3 separate regions of the Mus musculus genome follow, and regions 2 and 3 are each linked to region 1. The links are chromatin contacts, called in public HiChIP or PLAC-seq maps. All regions are on one chromosome and are shown on one strand. The core of a region is the stretch at or near the end of the contact, and the rest is flanking DNA. Distances in the headings are between cores, read along the strand shown.

The links. HiChIP or PLAC-seq counts read pairs in DNA pulled down with a chosen protein or histone mark.
Region 2: a FOXA1 HiChIP or PLAC-seq map of pancreatic cancer cells shows a contact between it and region 1. The contact joins the promoter of Sun1 here to the promoter of 6330418K02Rik in region 1. A contact is called at or near these places in 3 of 39 promoter capture datasets (the C10 cell line, cranial neural crest and hippocampal neurons), 5 of 115 datasets of contacts at active chromatin or transcription factors (bone marrow-derived macrophages, embryonic stem cells, large pre-B cells and 2 more) and 1 of 9 other capture datasets (adipose tissue).
Region 3: a contact with region 1 is called in an H3K4me3 HiChIP or PLAC-seq map of bone marrow-derived macrophages, with 2.8 times the contacts expected there. The contact joins the enhancer-like site here to the promoter of 6330418K02Rik in region 1. A contact is called at or near these places in 3 of 39 promoter capture datasets (hippocampal neurons, neural stem cells and stem cell-derived epiblast-like cells), 3 of 115 datasets of contacts at active chromatin or transcription factors (bone marrow-derived macrophages and embryonic stem cells) and 1 of 9 other capture datasets (macrophages).

What each region holds. Positions count from the first base shown.
Region 1 is chr5:138,261,884-138,266,792 of GRCm38.p6, reverse strand. 6330418K02Rik (RIKEN cDNA 6330418K02 gene) reads right to left here and starts at 2,748. Exons shown (of 3, transcript NR_045821.1): 1 at 2,692-2,748; 2 at 788-1,036; 3 at 132-566. Map11 (microtubule associated protein 11) reads left to right here and starts at 2,741. Exons shown (of 11, transcript NM_153161.3): 1 at 2,741-3,371; 2 at 3,631-3,726; 3 at 3,817-3,946; 4 at 4,049-4,135; 5 at 4,259-4,379; 6 at 4,476-4,623; 7 at 4,909. The coding sequence starts at 2,961. Gal3st4 (galactose-3-O-sulfotransferase 4) reads left to right here. Exons shown (of 4, transcript NM_001347507.1): 4 at 487-1,872. The coding sequence ends at 1,500.
Region 2 is chr5:139,198,345-139,203,253 of GRCm38.p6, reverse strand. It overlaps Sun1 (Sad1 and UNC84 domain containing 1), which reads right to left and starts at 2,617. Exons shown (of 23, transcript NM_024451.2): 1 at 2,555-2,617.
Region 3 is chr5:138,773,963-138,778,871 of GRCm38.p6, reverse strand. All of the region lies in intron 3 of Fam20c (family with sequence similarity 20, member C), which reads right to left. Among named protein-coding and RNA genes, the nearest start is that of Fam20c, 21 kb to the right of the region's middle. Within about 2 kb of position 2,386, at least 89 of the 459 cell types and tissues checked have an H3K27ac peak or open chromatin away from gene starts, as enhancers often do. A contact at or near this core is called in bone marrow-derived macrophages and macrophages, where this site is marked.

The sequences.
Region 1 (4,909 bases), core at 1,499-3,998:
AGATTTCCAGTGTGGGCCAGTCAGCACCCAGGGTTCTACCTGTCTCTGCCTCCTCAACCCTGGGTTTATAGGTGAGCACCACTGTTGTCTGGCTTTTATGTGTGTACTGGGAATATAAACTTGTGTCCTCATGCTTGTGTGGCACACACTTTATTGACTGAGCCATCTCCCCAGCCCCAGGTTTGAGAGTTTTCTCTACCAACGAAGACACAAAAACCCAAGGACATTAATAACCAGTAAGAGCTTTGTGTTCTAGATTTCTGACTAGCTGTTATTTCGAGTATTCTCAATTACCTGGGAACCTCTGACTACTTTCCTTTTGCAGACAGCAAATTGAATTTCAGAGGTGCTATGTAATTTCCCCAACATCACACAGCTAGTAGGGGAAACTGGGGGTGTACAGCAGAGCCTGACGGCTCATCAGAGCCTCAGCTTGGACTCATTTTCTCCTCAGTCAAGCTCTTCCTCTCTTTCTTTCTTCTGCAGGTACTTCAGGTCATGCCTTCTGATAGCTTCTTCTTTTCCATTGTCCGAGATCCAGCAGCTCTAGCCCGCTCTGCCTTCTCCTATTACAAATCAGTTTCATCGGCTTTCCGAAAGGCACCGTCTTTGGCCGCCTTCCTGTCCAATCCTCAAGCCTTCTACAGACCCGGAGCCCGTGGCAACCACTACGCCCGTAACTTACTATGGTTTGACTTTGGTTTGCCCTCTCCCCCAGAGACAAAGACCATGAAAGTGAGTCCCCAGCTACCCAGAGACCCCAAATCTCTCCAGCTACATATTGTACCTTCCGGTGCTAGCCCTGGAACTCTCTTCCGTCCTGTTACCACAGCTGCTGATAGTTACAAGCAGCCAGCCAGCCTTGTCTCCTCAGATTTTAGGCCCTCATCCTTTATCCAATGGGGTCTGGCCTGGTTGGACTCAGTCTTTGACCTGGTCATGGTGGCCGAGTACTTTGATGAGTCACTGGTCCTGTTGGCAGATGCCCTGTGCTGGAGTCTGGACGATGTGGTGGGCTTCATGCACAATGCCCAGGCTGGAAAAAAGCAGAGTCTTATCAGAACTGCCAATAAGACTGTGGTGACTGGTGAAGATCAGCAGCTAACCAAACAGGCCCGAGCTTGGAATAACTTGGATTGGGCTCTTTATATTCACTTCAACCGTAGTCTGTGGGCGCGGATAGAACAGTATGGCAGGAGTCGACTGCAACGTGCTGTGGCTGAGCTCCGGGCTCGAAGAGAAGCTCTGGCTAAACGTTGCTTGGTGGGAGGTGAGGCTTTAGACCCCAAATACATCGCTGATGCAAAGCTCCGTCCTTTACAGTTTGGTTCAGCTAAGGTATTGGGCTATGTACTTCAGAGTGGACTAAACCAGAAAGACAAAGAGGAATGTGAACGCTTGGCTACTCCAGAGCTACAGTATAAGGATAAACTTGATGCTAAGCAGTTTCCTCCTACAGTCTCCTCGCCTCTCAAGACCTCAAGGCTACTGTCCCCATAGGTATCAGACTACAAATTAGGACATATGCGACGGGTGGAGGACCTCTAGGTGCGTATGTATTTCCCTTGGAAGGAACAGGAAGTTTGCTCTAAGATGAGACTGTTGTTGTCTGGACTTCCTCTAGAAATCCCAGCAGAATCTGTTGCCTCCCCCAACCCCTAACTTTGCCACTTCAAGCCTCAAGACAGATTCATGTAGCAGTTCCTCAAAACCCCCTGGAGGGGCAAAAGATGACAGCGACACAGAGAAAGTTTGGGGCATGATATATGTCCATTTCTCTACGAAATATTTGTTATGGAGCTGTGCTAATTTCACTATCAAAATATTTGTTGGATGAATAAATGCTACGAAACGTTTACTTATTTTTTAAAAGGTTATTAGACTTATTTTATTTTATGTGTATGAGTGTTTTGCCTACATGTGTAAATGTACCTGGTGTCCACAGATCTCCTGGAACTGGAGTTACCAAATATTGTGAGCCACCATGTGGGTGTTGAGACCCAACCCCTGGTCCCCTGCAAGAACAGCAAGGGCTCTTAACCAAAGAGCCATCTCCCCTGCCCCCAGTTCTTTGTTCTATGTAGGGCTCTAAAAGGAGAAGTGATGGAGAATCTTTTATTGGACAGAAATTAGGCTAAGTAATGGGGTCTTTCTTTTCTTTCAGTATTCCCTCAATGCTGGGGATACAGCTGTTGGTAAAACGACTGGCTAGCATGAGGTTGAGGCTCAGGCATTCCAGTAACACACATACACACACACATCACCAATAATAACAACAACAACAACAAAATATCAGAAAAAAAAAAGGCAGCGGTGTGGCTCAGTTTGCAGAATGCTTACCTAGCATTCATGAAGCCCTGGGCTCAACGCCCAGCCCTGCATAAGTCAGACCTGATGGCACATACCTGTAATGCCAGCGCTCCGGAGAATGGAGGCAAAAGGAGCAAAAATTTGAATTCATCCTCAGCTTTAGAGGAAGTTTAAGGCCAGCTCGGGCTACAAGAAATGCTGTCATAAAAGGGAAGAAGCGTGGGAGAGAGGGAACAGAAAGAGAAAGTCAGGGAAGAAAGCAAGAGAGAGAGGGAAGAAGAGAAAGAAAGGAAAGGAGGGAGGCGGAGACAAATAAAAATAAATTCTACCCAAAGAAGCCAGTCTAGCATCCTTAAAGGTTCCTCAGCAGCCCGCACTCACCCCTCGACTCAGCCAAGAAGCCTCGGAGGCCACGCCCCCTTCCTTCCGCTTCCGCTTTCTCTCCAGTCATTCAGCGCCCGCACTCCTGGTCTGGCGCTGCTGGGTCTAGGTTCCGGGTTCGTTTCTCTGGTTTCCGGGCCAGGCTGGTGTGTCCCGCTGCCTGCCGGGCGGAGCCGCGGTCCTCCGGTGTCTGGACTCGCAGGCCGAGCTCCCCCGGTCCCGTGGCTCCCTGCCGGCCCGGTCTCGGGTCGCATCGTCCTCCCCACCCAATGGAGTCCCAATGCGACTACTCGATGTACTTTCCGGCTGTGCCGCTACCGCCACGCGCCGAGCTGGCCGGGGACCCGGGCCGGTACCGGGCGCTGCCCCGGCGCAACCATCTGTACCTGGGGGAGACAGTCCGCTTTCTGCTGGTGCTGCGCTGCCGAGGCAGCGTGGGGGCTGGCGTTGGGGGCGGCGCGGGCTTGGCATCCCGAGGGGCCTGGACCGAGCTGGCGACCTCCCTGGCCGCCCTGGCCTCGGTCAGCGCAGGAGGAGCGCTGCCAGGGTGCGGCAGCGCCGGCGACCAGGATGCTGACCCCCCGGGGGGAGGGGACCCGGGGGGCGGGGGTTTGTTTCGAGGTTGCAGCCCCCTTCTCACCCACGGCCAGGGCCCTGCTACCTCAGGGGGCGCGACCACGGTGAGGATCTCTGGGTGACAAGGGCTGAGGGGAGGTTTGCTGGAAGCTAGAAAGATAGTTTGGAGCATGGATTCCTTAGGGACCTGATGTAGGAGGCAGATGACAGCATTGTCCTGTCCTGCAGAGGAACCTAAGACGGGAGGCATATGATTTCAAGAAGGGGTGGGCATAAAGACTTGCTCTGTCTTGCAGAAACGTTAAAGGAGCCTGAATCTTTGCCGCCATCCTGACATTTTCACCCCTTTCATATAACCCCTAGCTGCCTGTGGAAGAACCGATTGTGTCCACAGATGAAGTCATCTTCCCACTCACCGTTTCACTGGATAGACTGCCCCCAGGGACACCCAAGGCCAAGGTAGGATAACAGAGCTGAGGCTGTTGCCCTATAATTCAGATGACATTTTAAGACCCCTCGTGATCATGGTCCGATGGCTCCTGTACCTAGATTGTAGTGACCGTGTGGAAGCGGGAGGTCGAGGCACCAGAAGTCAGAGATCAAGGCTACCTGCGCTTGCTACAGACTCGATCTCCTGGGGAGACTTTCCGTGGAGAACAGAGCGCCTTCAAGGCCCAAGGTGGGGGAGAGGGGGAAAGCTGGAGCTCGGAGAGGAGTAGATTAGAGGGTGCCACACTGTGATGTGGAGGTCTTGATTTCCTGCCACATCCTTTCTCTGCAGTGAGCACCCTATTGACGCTGCTGCCCCCTCCAGTTCTGAAATGCCGGCAGTTCACTGTGGCTGGAAAGCACTTGACCGTGCTCAAGGGTGAGCAGATCTGCTGGCGCAAGGCTTGACTAGCAGCAAGGGAATGGGTCCAGTATGTTAGGTAAAGGTGGAGTTGGGGTAGGAGGGTTCTCACTACTCTGAGCTGGGCTTGTTCCCGCACAGTGCTGAATAGCTCTTCCCAGGAAGAGATCTCCATCTGGGATATCCGAATCCTCCCCAACTTCAATGCCAGTTATCTACCTGTCATGCCTGATGGCTCTGTGCTGCTGGTGGACAATGTCTGGTGAGGTTCTGGGGCAGGAGGCAGAGCTGTGGCGTGGTTGGGGACAGAGATGGGAAGTGGCAAGCTCATGTCCTGCCTTTCTTTCTTCTGAACTAGTCACCAGTCTGGGGAAGTCTCCATGGGATCCTTCTGTCGGCTTCCTGGAACATCTGGCTACTTCCCCTGTCCACTTAGTGCCCTGGAGGAACACAACTTCCTGTTCCAGCTGAGAGGGGGTGAGCAGCCCCCTCCTGGGGCCAAGGAGGTGAGCTGGTGTGATCACAGAAGTGACGACCACTGTGGGAACTGTTGGGTTGGTAGAGTGCTTGCTTAGCAAGCATAGAGTCCAGGGTTCTACCCTCAGCATTGCATAAATCTGGCATAGTGGCATTGCGCCTGGGATCCTAGCACTTGGGAGGTAGCAGGAGGCTCAGGTCATCCCCAGCTATATGAGCAGTTGGAGAGAAGTCCTAGGCTCAAAGAAAACACAATGGAAGGGAAAGGCCACGAGCCTCTGAACATCCCAAGTCTCCCTTTGTCCCATCTGCAGG
Region 2 (4,909 bases), core at 1,368-3,867, 940 kb before region 1:
GGTGAATTTCTGAGTTCGAGGCCAGCCTGGTCTACAGACTGAGTTCCAGGACAGCCAGGGTTACACAGAGAAACCCTGTCTCGAAAAACCAAAAAAAAAAAAAAAAAAAAAAAAGAATTAAGTTCCAGTGAGAGACACTGTTTTAAAAATTAAAAATTAAGGAAGCAGGTGCTGCACGCCTTTAATCCCAGAATTTGGAAGGTTTAGGCAGGAGAATCTTTGAGTTCAGGGACCAGCCTGGTCTACAGAACCAGGACAGCTGGAACTACAAAGTGAGACCCTGTCTTGAAGAAAACAAAAAACAAAACACAAAAAAAAAGATTAAAAACAAAGATAGAGAATGATTGAGATAGGCACCCTACATCAACCTTAGGCCTCCACAATCTCTCTCTCTCTCACACACACACACACACACACACACACACACACACACACACGAAAACAGGTGTTCAAACACAAACTTGTTCCCATGTTCCTGGCAGCACTAAATCCACTGATGTGGATAAAGAGGATTTAATAAGGCCTTCGAGGAGGTTCAGTGTGACTGCGACCACACTTGATGACCTGAGTTTAGTCCCCCCCAGGAGTTACACAGGCGAAGGAAACAAGTGACTCCAGTAAATTGTCCCCTGACCTCAGCAAACATTCATGTGAATAAAATGTGATAGAAAGTATTTGTTAAATATTTAATAGGTCCATACAGTGGGAAACAATTCAGCCACAGAAAGTAATAGAGTAGGGGCACATGCTACACAGCACGGATGAGCCTTAAATGAGTTAACTAGAACAGGCGCACACACAGGCTGTAAGCAGAAGCTAACGGACAGGGAGGAGGAAAGCGGGTGGGCTCTGGCTTTACCTTTAAGGTGGTGAAAAGCCGTGGAACTAGATAATGGTGATAGTTGCATAACGCTGTATACAGTTAAAAGGGGAGTCACCCACCCACCCACGCATGCACGCACGCAAGCACACACAGCAGCTGGCTTTCACATTCATCCCCTTTCTGCTCTCTCCCAGGAAAAACAAAGGGTAAATAAATAAACTGAGGCCGCCAACCTTCGGGAAATAAAAAGTACCTCTCCAAATCTCTGGCCCAACTCTCCAGTGAGGACATGGGACCACACACCTGTGACCCCAGCACTGGGGAGCTGGAAGCACAGCACCCAGATTGCAACTAAGAGCCTGCTGGAGCTACCAAAGACCTACCCCCAACAAAAACCTAACGACCAAAAAGGTAGGGCAGACGATCCTATCAGACCCTCTGGTGACTAGAGCATAGACTCATGCCCAGTCCCCACAGCCTGGGTAGAGTTCTCCACAGCCTGCACGCTATAAAAGTGCCGGCCTGAGCCGGGCAGTGGTGGCACACGCCTTCAATCCCAGCACTTGGGTTCAGAGGCAGGTGGATCTCTGGGTGTTCCAGGATCACCAGAGCTGTATAGAGAAACCCTGTCTCGAAAAAGCAAAGAGTTCAAGACTGGCCTGGCCGAGGAAACCAAAAGAGAGAAGAACCAGAAATTACTGCAACTCTGCTCAAGAACATACCCAGGGCTGGACCCACAGGGCTGTGCACACCTGTGATCTAATCCTAGGTACGTGGAAGCAAGAGGGTTAGGAACTCAAGATCATCTTCTACTATATAGTCAATTCTAGGCGGGCCTGGGCTATCTGAGGACCTGTTTCAAGATGCCAGCTTAGTTGCACACATCCCTTTTACCCCAGCACTTAGGAAGCAGACACAGTCTGGATCTTTGTGAGACCAGCCTGGTCTACACAGCCGAGACAGTCAGAAGTACGTAAATGAGACCCTGTCTCCTGACACAAACAAAGGACCGAAAAGGAACATGAGGTTGGGACGCAGAAAGAAAAAAGAAAAGACCTTAGGAGAGATCTAAAATGTATGAACAGTCAGGTTAAAATTCGACACCGGTGCAATGGACGGAATGGTAAAATCTAATTAGTATTTGGTCCAGGAGGCGCGAAGCGCACACCGCAGGACTACACTTCACTCTACACAGCGGGGAGCACCAAAGTTCGCCGGGCTGACTGCATCGGGTCCCCCCGGCTGCATCCAAAAAAGCTCCAGCGGGCCAGCTTTGGTACCGTCCTGCGTGCCGGGCTGGGGGCGAAGGCAACTAACACGGGATAACAAGCTGGTGGCAGGGTGTGCAGGCCAGGGACTCGCTACCGGGCCCGCGCCCATCGCCGCACCTACAACACCTGTGCCCCAGAAGGGAGCGCCCCGGGGATGGCGCCTGCGTGGGTGCGCCTCGACGGGTGGCAGGAGACCCCGGAACCCAACACGCAGGGGTCCGGGGCGAAGGGGAACCAGAGTGCCCGGGCACACGAGACAACTGGACTCAGGGCGCCGGGGCGCGCGCGGCCTGGCAACGCGAAGGGCGTCACGCGCGTCGTGGCCAGTTGGCGGTTCCCACTTGGGGCCATCCCTGCAACCTACATCCCGGCCCGCCCTGAGACAGTCCCTAGTACCCGAGAGGAGTCCGCAGCGCCCACCCGCCTACTCGTCCCCTACAGCCCGCTGGCCGCAGCTCACCTGCCTCGCGCCGCCGCCTCAGGCCTCGTCCGCACCGCCCAGGCCCGGGACCGAAGACTCCCCACATCTACAGCCAATCGCGCGCCGCGCCGGGATCGGAGGCGGGAGCGACGCGAACGTCCGTCAATCCCAAGCGCGCCTGCTGAAGCTCCAGGCCAATGGGGAGGCCGCTGACCCGCCACGGCCCTGCGGGGGGCGGGGAAAGGGCGGGACGTGTGGCGTCAGTGGGCGGAGCGGGCGCGCTGGGACTTGAGGGGCCGCACCTAGGGAGGCTGCTCCTCTCCGGTGGCGTTAGAATTAGGATTCTGTGCAGAGGCGCACGCGCGCGCTGAGTTCCAGGCAGGGCTTCAGTGGGCCCAGAAGATCCGACTCCTGCTGAAGGAGCAGTGGGCTCCCAAACACATCCTCTTCTCAGTTGTCCCCGCGTAGCGTTTGCAGGAAACCTCCGACGCCCTGCCCTGCCCTGCCCTGCGGGCTGGAAGCCAGAGCCTTTTCTCCTGGGGACTCCACCCACCAGGCCCTCTCTCACTTGCGCAGTTTTGCAAAACCTTGAATTGCATTTGTTTTGTTTATAGGCAGGGTTTTATTCTGTAACCTTGACTGCCCTAAAACTCTACTGTAGACCAGACTGGCGTTGAACTCGCAGAGATAAGCCAGCCTCTGCGAAGCAGGACTTACAGGCGTGTGCCACCACGCCCCTCTTGGTTTTTCCTTTTTTAACTGTCTCACTGTGGCCTAGAATTCACGACATAGCCCTGACTGACCTCCAGTTTGCCACAATCCTCCTGCTTTATCCTCCCAAGCACTGAGATTACTACCATATGCCACAGGCAGCTGGCTAGCTTTCACTCTTTTCTAAAAGTGTGTTTGTGTGTATGTCTGTTTAAGTGGATGATGAATGTGTGTGTGTGTGTGTGTGTGTGTGTGTGTGTGTGTGTGCCTACAAAGGTCTCAAATGCCCCAGAGCTGCCAAAAGGGGATGCTGGCAACCAAACTACAGTCCCCGAATGACCAGCAAGTGCTCTTAATGGCTGAGCCATCCTTCCAGACCTTGGCTTTTACATTTTAAAAAAATTAATTAATTTTTTTTTTTTTTTTTTTTAGAGAGGGTCTCCATGTAGTCCTGGCTGCCCTGGAACTTGCTATGTAGCTCTGCCTGCCTCCACTGGGACCAGTAGCACTTACCACCATGCCTGGCTGGTTTTACACTTTTTAGAAAGGGTCTGGAGCTGGGAAGATGGATTAGTTAGTAAAATGTTTGCACTGTAAGCGTAAAGACCTGAATTCAATCTCAGAATACGAATTTAAAAAAACCAAAAGCCTAGTGCTGTATGTTTGTCATCTCAGTGCTGGAAAGCAGAGACTGGAATCCCTGGAGCTTGCTGGCCACCAAACTAACTTAACTTGATGGGAACCAACCCAATGAGAGATCCTGTCTCAGAAAACAAGGTGGATGGTGGTTCCTAAGGAAAGACACTAGTGAAGGCACATGCATGTGCACACATCTACACACAGACAGGGTCTGTTGCCATTGATGGCTTGGGATGCCTCTCTTTCCAGCCCAGTGCTGGGATTACAGGCATGTGCCCACATAGCCTGCTGCTGCAGCTTGTGATAGTCACTCAGGATGCACACACTCACCTCCTTATATGGCAAGCGTTTGACAATATGTTGATTTTTTCCACTGGCAAGTTGAGAGACTTTTCTGTAATAAATGTTAGAGGCTTTCGAGCCACATGGATATTTGTGGCAAACATTGAAGTCCACTATTAGTCAAGTGGGTGGATTTGGCAGGGCAGCTGGCTGGCTCCGCAGGCCAGAGAGCCCATTGTTTGCTGAAGCCTGGGCCAGCTGCTGGACATTTGGATTTTGTCAGTTAGAACTGTTGTGATTAAAGCTTTCTGTGCATTCAGAGGTAGATGTCTTTGTGGATATTTAGCGGTTTTGTCTTTTTTAATTTGACTTGTTTTTTTTTTTTAATTTTATGTGTATAAGTGTTTGTTTGCATTGTGTATGTGTGTGCCTGGTGTCCACACAGGTCAGAAGAAGTATCGGATCCCCAGAGCTTGAGTTACATATGGCTGTGAGCGATTTTGTGGGTGCTGGGAACACAACGTGGATCCTCTGAAAGAGCAATAAATGCTTTTAACTGATAAGCAGTCTCTTCAGCCCAGGTTTTGTTTTGTTTTATTTTGTTTTGTTTTAAGATGGAGTCTATGTAGCTCTAGCTGTCCTGGAATTTACTATGTAGACTATTCTGGCCTTGAACTTAGAGATTCACTTGTCTCTGCCAGAGATGGAGGAAGCCCATCTTCCTAGGTATTTATAAGAGTTATAATAACTTGGGAGGCGCCG
Region 3 (4,909 bases), core at 1,137-3,636, 510 kb before region 1:
AGCAGCTGTTAGAGTTGCTAGGCAGGCTACAAGCTCAGGGTACCTGCAGGCTGGCTCTGTGCCCAGGCTCAGCTGAGGATGGGTTCTCTGTGGGGGGTGGCTCCCCGCACTCCTGCTGTGTCCTGGATCTTCTGCTGCCCCGATGTCTAGGCTGGCTCTGCCAGAGTTATTGCTTGCTTGTTTTTCAAAATTAATATGGATCGTGTTCCTGTGACTACAAACCTAATCCTCAGATCTGGAAATGACTCAACGGTCTACACCTGAGCCATTGTGGTGCTCTCCAAGGCAGGAAGGTCACAGACGGTGCTCCAAAGAAAGCAACAGAGAAACTCCCTCGACACCAACAGCCCCTTCTGCAAAGTTACTGCAAGGATATGTCCACCCCCAACATCATTTGCTCCACAAGTCCAGGTCCCAGCTGCTACAGTGGAGTTAGTTACTATTTTGGCCCTGGACCACAGAAATGTTCATATGCTCACCCACATGTATGTACATGTAGCCTACAAACACACATGCACTAGACAGGAACAATGCAATAACCCACATATAGAAGCATACATAATAAACACCCATACACACAAGCACACACATGTAATAAATATGAGCGCCTACAATAGATACCCCCACAAAGAAGCATACATAGACAATGCACATGAACCTATATATGTAATACATACCTGTACATATAAGAATACACATATAATACATACCTACACATGTGCAAAATATACTCATATAAGAACACGTGCATGAAATATGCAAACACATGAATGTACATGGAATACATACTTATGTATACAACCACATATACATATATATGTACACATAGCTGTATACTCTCACCCAGCATGTTCCATGCATAATGTGTACTTTCTTCACATTGGGTGCCCCCCACGTCCCAGGTACACTGAGCCTCTCCACTCTGCATTGCTCAGACCTGAACCCTGGGTCTCCAAGCCCTCAGCAAATACCAGTGGCAACCCACTCAATATTACCCCAAGCCCTTAGGGGCTTTCCCCATTAGACATCTGCTTCCTGCAACAGTGCCTGGGAAATCAGACCACAGGCTTCAATGAGAGGCTTGAGGAATCAGACAGAGTCTCTCAAGATGTCCAGAGGTGCTGCTGGGCTGCTGTAAACCTGGTTCCCTCCATCTTCACGCCAGTGCCCTGGTGAGGCCCACCCCATCACTCATAGCATGTTCTCATTCCCTGGTCCCTACCAATTGCCATGTTCTTGGTCTCATTCTTGACCCTATGTCTGTAGCCTTGCCTCTGATGTCATCAGGGGCCACCTCTTGTTCTTGCTGCTTAGTGTATTGCAGGGAGCAGTAGATAAAAGAGTGCCATAGCCCATGTTCTCATCAGATGCCATTCAGAAAGTGACTTAGGCAGCTTTCAAAGTCTCATGTGAAGTCACAGGTTGTGCCTGTGGTCTGTGGCCAATCTCTACCTTCAATCCTAGTTTGAGGTGCTCTCTTCAAAATCTGTGCCTGCTCATGACCCGGCTGCTCCAGATCCTCATGAACACTGCCTTCTAGACCAGTGGTTCTCAACCTGTGCCTATCCTTGGCTGTTCTTTGGGGTTGAATGACCCTTTCACAGTAGTTGCATATCAGATATCCTGCAAGCCAGAAGTTTATTTACACTGTAATTCATAACCGTAGAGAAATTACAACCATGAAGTAGCAATGAGATAACTTAATGGTTGAGGGTTCACCACAACACAAGGAGTTGTGTACAAGGGCCACAGTGTCAGGAAGGCTGAGAACCACCATTCTAGACTAGCCAGAGTGGCTGGCTACAAAGCGGCTCTGCACATATGGTACATAGAGCTGGTGGTAGGGTTACCCTGCCTGTCCCTAGACCCTCCAGAGTTCTATGTTCCACTGCCTGAATGTGCTCCCCTTACAATGAGGTCTACTCCCCTCTAAACTGCCTCTGCACGGTTCTGTGTTGATGGTCTCATGGGACAGGAAGTATGTCTTCCTCATGATGGCTCAGCTGAGAAAGCTGAACCATACCAAACAGGGAGCCTTCCCTGATGACTCTGTCAGACAAGTCCATCTCCCAGAGGCCAGATCTCTTGAGCATGGTGAGTCACAGGGCAACCCAGATAATATGAAGGGGTTCAGGCTGCCCCTTGATGAGTGACTGAAGGTTTAAGCTCTGACCTTTAGTCCCTATTCAAGAGCACATGGAAGCATCAGAAAGCTAGGAGGCCAGGCCTTAAAACAGCCAAGGATGGGCACAGGCTGGGAGGCCAGTGTAAGCTGACAGTACATACAAAAGGGTCCTTGTCTACTTCTGGCCAGGCCCAGGCCTCTGTTGGCTCCACACCCGTGACCAGGATTGGGCAATCTGTTTGCTTTGGGGGCCTGGAGAAGGCACAGAGCAGCCAAAGTATGAGCTGTTCACCAGCAGGCCAGCTGATCCTTAGAAATCTCTAACCCTGTTCACTGGGCTTCAAACCTGAGTGTTGCTGAGCCTTGCCATGGCCACCCCTGTGTGATGTTCTGTTTGACTTGTCAGACTGCATTAAGGTCCCTTGCCTACCCCAGGAATACACAGAGGTTCCCTGCCCACCGCAGGAACACACTGAGGTCTCCTGCCCTCCCCAGGAACACACTGAGGCCTTCTGTCCACCCCAGGAACACACAGAGGTTCCCTGCCCACCCCAGGAACACACGAGATTCCCTGCCCACTCCAGGAACATGTTCATATGTCCCTTCCTGACTTTAGAACTTCTCTGACATCTCCTCCTCAGTCCAGGACCACACTAGGCCTCCTTCCAGGGTGGGCCCAGCATCTGAAACTCTCTTATTTCCCTCCCAGTTTTCTCTCTCCGTCCTAATGTTGAACAGGGCCCTGCCCTTTTTGGAGTAGATGGCTAACCCCCAGCATGAGATCTCTGCCTCAAATGTTTCTACTGTCTCAGATACCTTTTTAATCCCCAGATTTAAGTGTGCCACAAATGTGTCTGGTGCCCATGGAGATGAGAAGAGGGCATCAGATAATCTGAGGCTAGAGTTACAGATGTTATGAGCTGCATGTGGGTGCTGAGGGCTGGGTAAGAGCAACCAGTTCTCTCAGTTGCTGAGCCATCTCTCCAGCCCTGTTTCAGGCACTCTGCATTTTCCTTCCTTCGCGCATAACATCTGCTTTTGGGGCCAAACTTGAGTTTCTGTGAAATGAATAATGTCTCCATCCCACCCTTCCTTCTTCACCTTCTGCCAGCTCTTCCCCAACGCCTTCTTACTGGTGACCAGGCTTCCTGTCACCAAGCAAAGGAACACAAAGAGAAAAGGGGCCTGTAGTGTGCCGGGCTATCAGGACAGACTCTTACCTCAAAGGGTTCTGAGCAAGACATCCCTGGATCTAGGCTGGGCCAGATGAGCTGTAGGTATCACTCTGTTACCTGCCACCTCCTACCTCCTGACCAGCCAAGGCCAAGGCCACAATCTGCACAGAAAGCATTCGAGGACACCCACAATCCTCGGATGTCTATCATGAGGACTAACTAGACTCAGTCTGGGGTATAAGGTTCCTACTGTGACCTCAGTGGACAGTGAGTCATACAAGTGTGTCAAAGGGCCACAGTGCTTGGTTCAGTGTAGACTACTGAGATCACCAGCATACTGTACAACACTACGGAAAGCCCCAGAGGCACTGGACATGGTGGCATTCGCCGACAGTCTTAGCTCAGCACTCAAGAGCCTGATGCAGGAGGATTACTGCATATTGAAGGCCAACCTGAGCTAAAGAGTGAGTTCCAGACCAGCCTGGACTAGAGTGGTTATGTCTTTTCACCACACAATATCTGGCTCCAGGCTCAGGCAGCCTTTCTTCTAAGCGGTAGTGCCCCAAGGGCCTGGCACCTAAGCCAGGAATCCTGGCTTCATCCCTGGCCTGTGGCCTGGGCCTTGTTTACTCTCACCTGTTCAAGCTTTGTTCTTCTCCGTGAAGAAAAGTCCGTCACAAAAAAAAAATAATACACATATGTGATCTCCAGGAAGATTAAAGAACATGATGTGTGCTCAAGAGGTGGCATTTACATACAGCCATCCAGCTGCCCACAGACACCCAGACCACCCACCAAGCTGCAGAACCTAACCTTGTCACACAGCCAACTGTCCCAGACACAAAATCACCCAGCTACAATACTGCCCACAGTCACACAGCCACCTATGGGCATCCAAGCTATTTCTAAGTACTCAATCGCCCAGACAGGCAACCACCCACAGCTACTAACTGCATAGTAACTTGACTGTCCAGGATATTCTAAGTCAGATCTCCTTCCTCATGTGAGGCCCACTTAGGGTAGCCCTTCCCCACACTATTGATGGCACCTCAGTCCCAGCCCACAGGTATGGAAAGATCTGAAAGGTAGTGGGTCCTCAAATGTCATCAGCCACAAGGCCAGAAGTGTTCTCTTCACTTGCTCCTATGTCCCATCACTGTGCCCAGTGAAAGGTCCCCACCCCCCCCCCAACCCCTCTGGCTAGTCTTTGTCAACTTAACACAACATTGGAAAAGGGAACCTTAGTTGAGGAATTGCGTCCATAAGACTGGTCTTTGGTATGTCTATGAGGCATTAATTACTGATGTGAGAGGGCACAGGTCCTGTGGGTAGTGTCACCCTTGGCCAGGTGGTCCTGGGTTGTATAAAAAAAGCAAGCCGAGCCATCCATGGGTGTCAAGCCAGTGAGCAGTGTTCCTTCACGGTTTCTGCATTTTACATCCTGCTTCTAGGTTCCTCCTTATAGCTCCTGCCTTGACTTCTCTCAATGATGGCCTATAAGCCACAGACACCCTCTATTCTCTTAGTTGCTCTGGGTCAGTGTGTTGTTTTTCTTTTAATCACAGCTACAAAGCATCAGACTACCACAGTTTCCTAGGCAGCCTCCTCC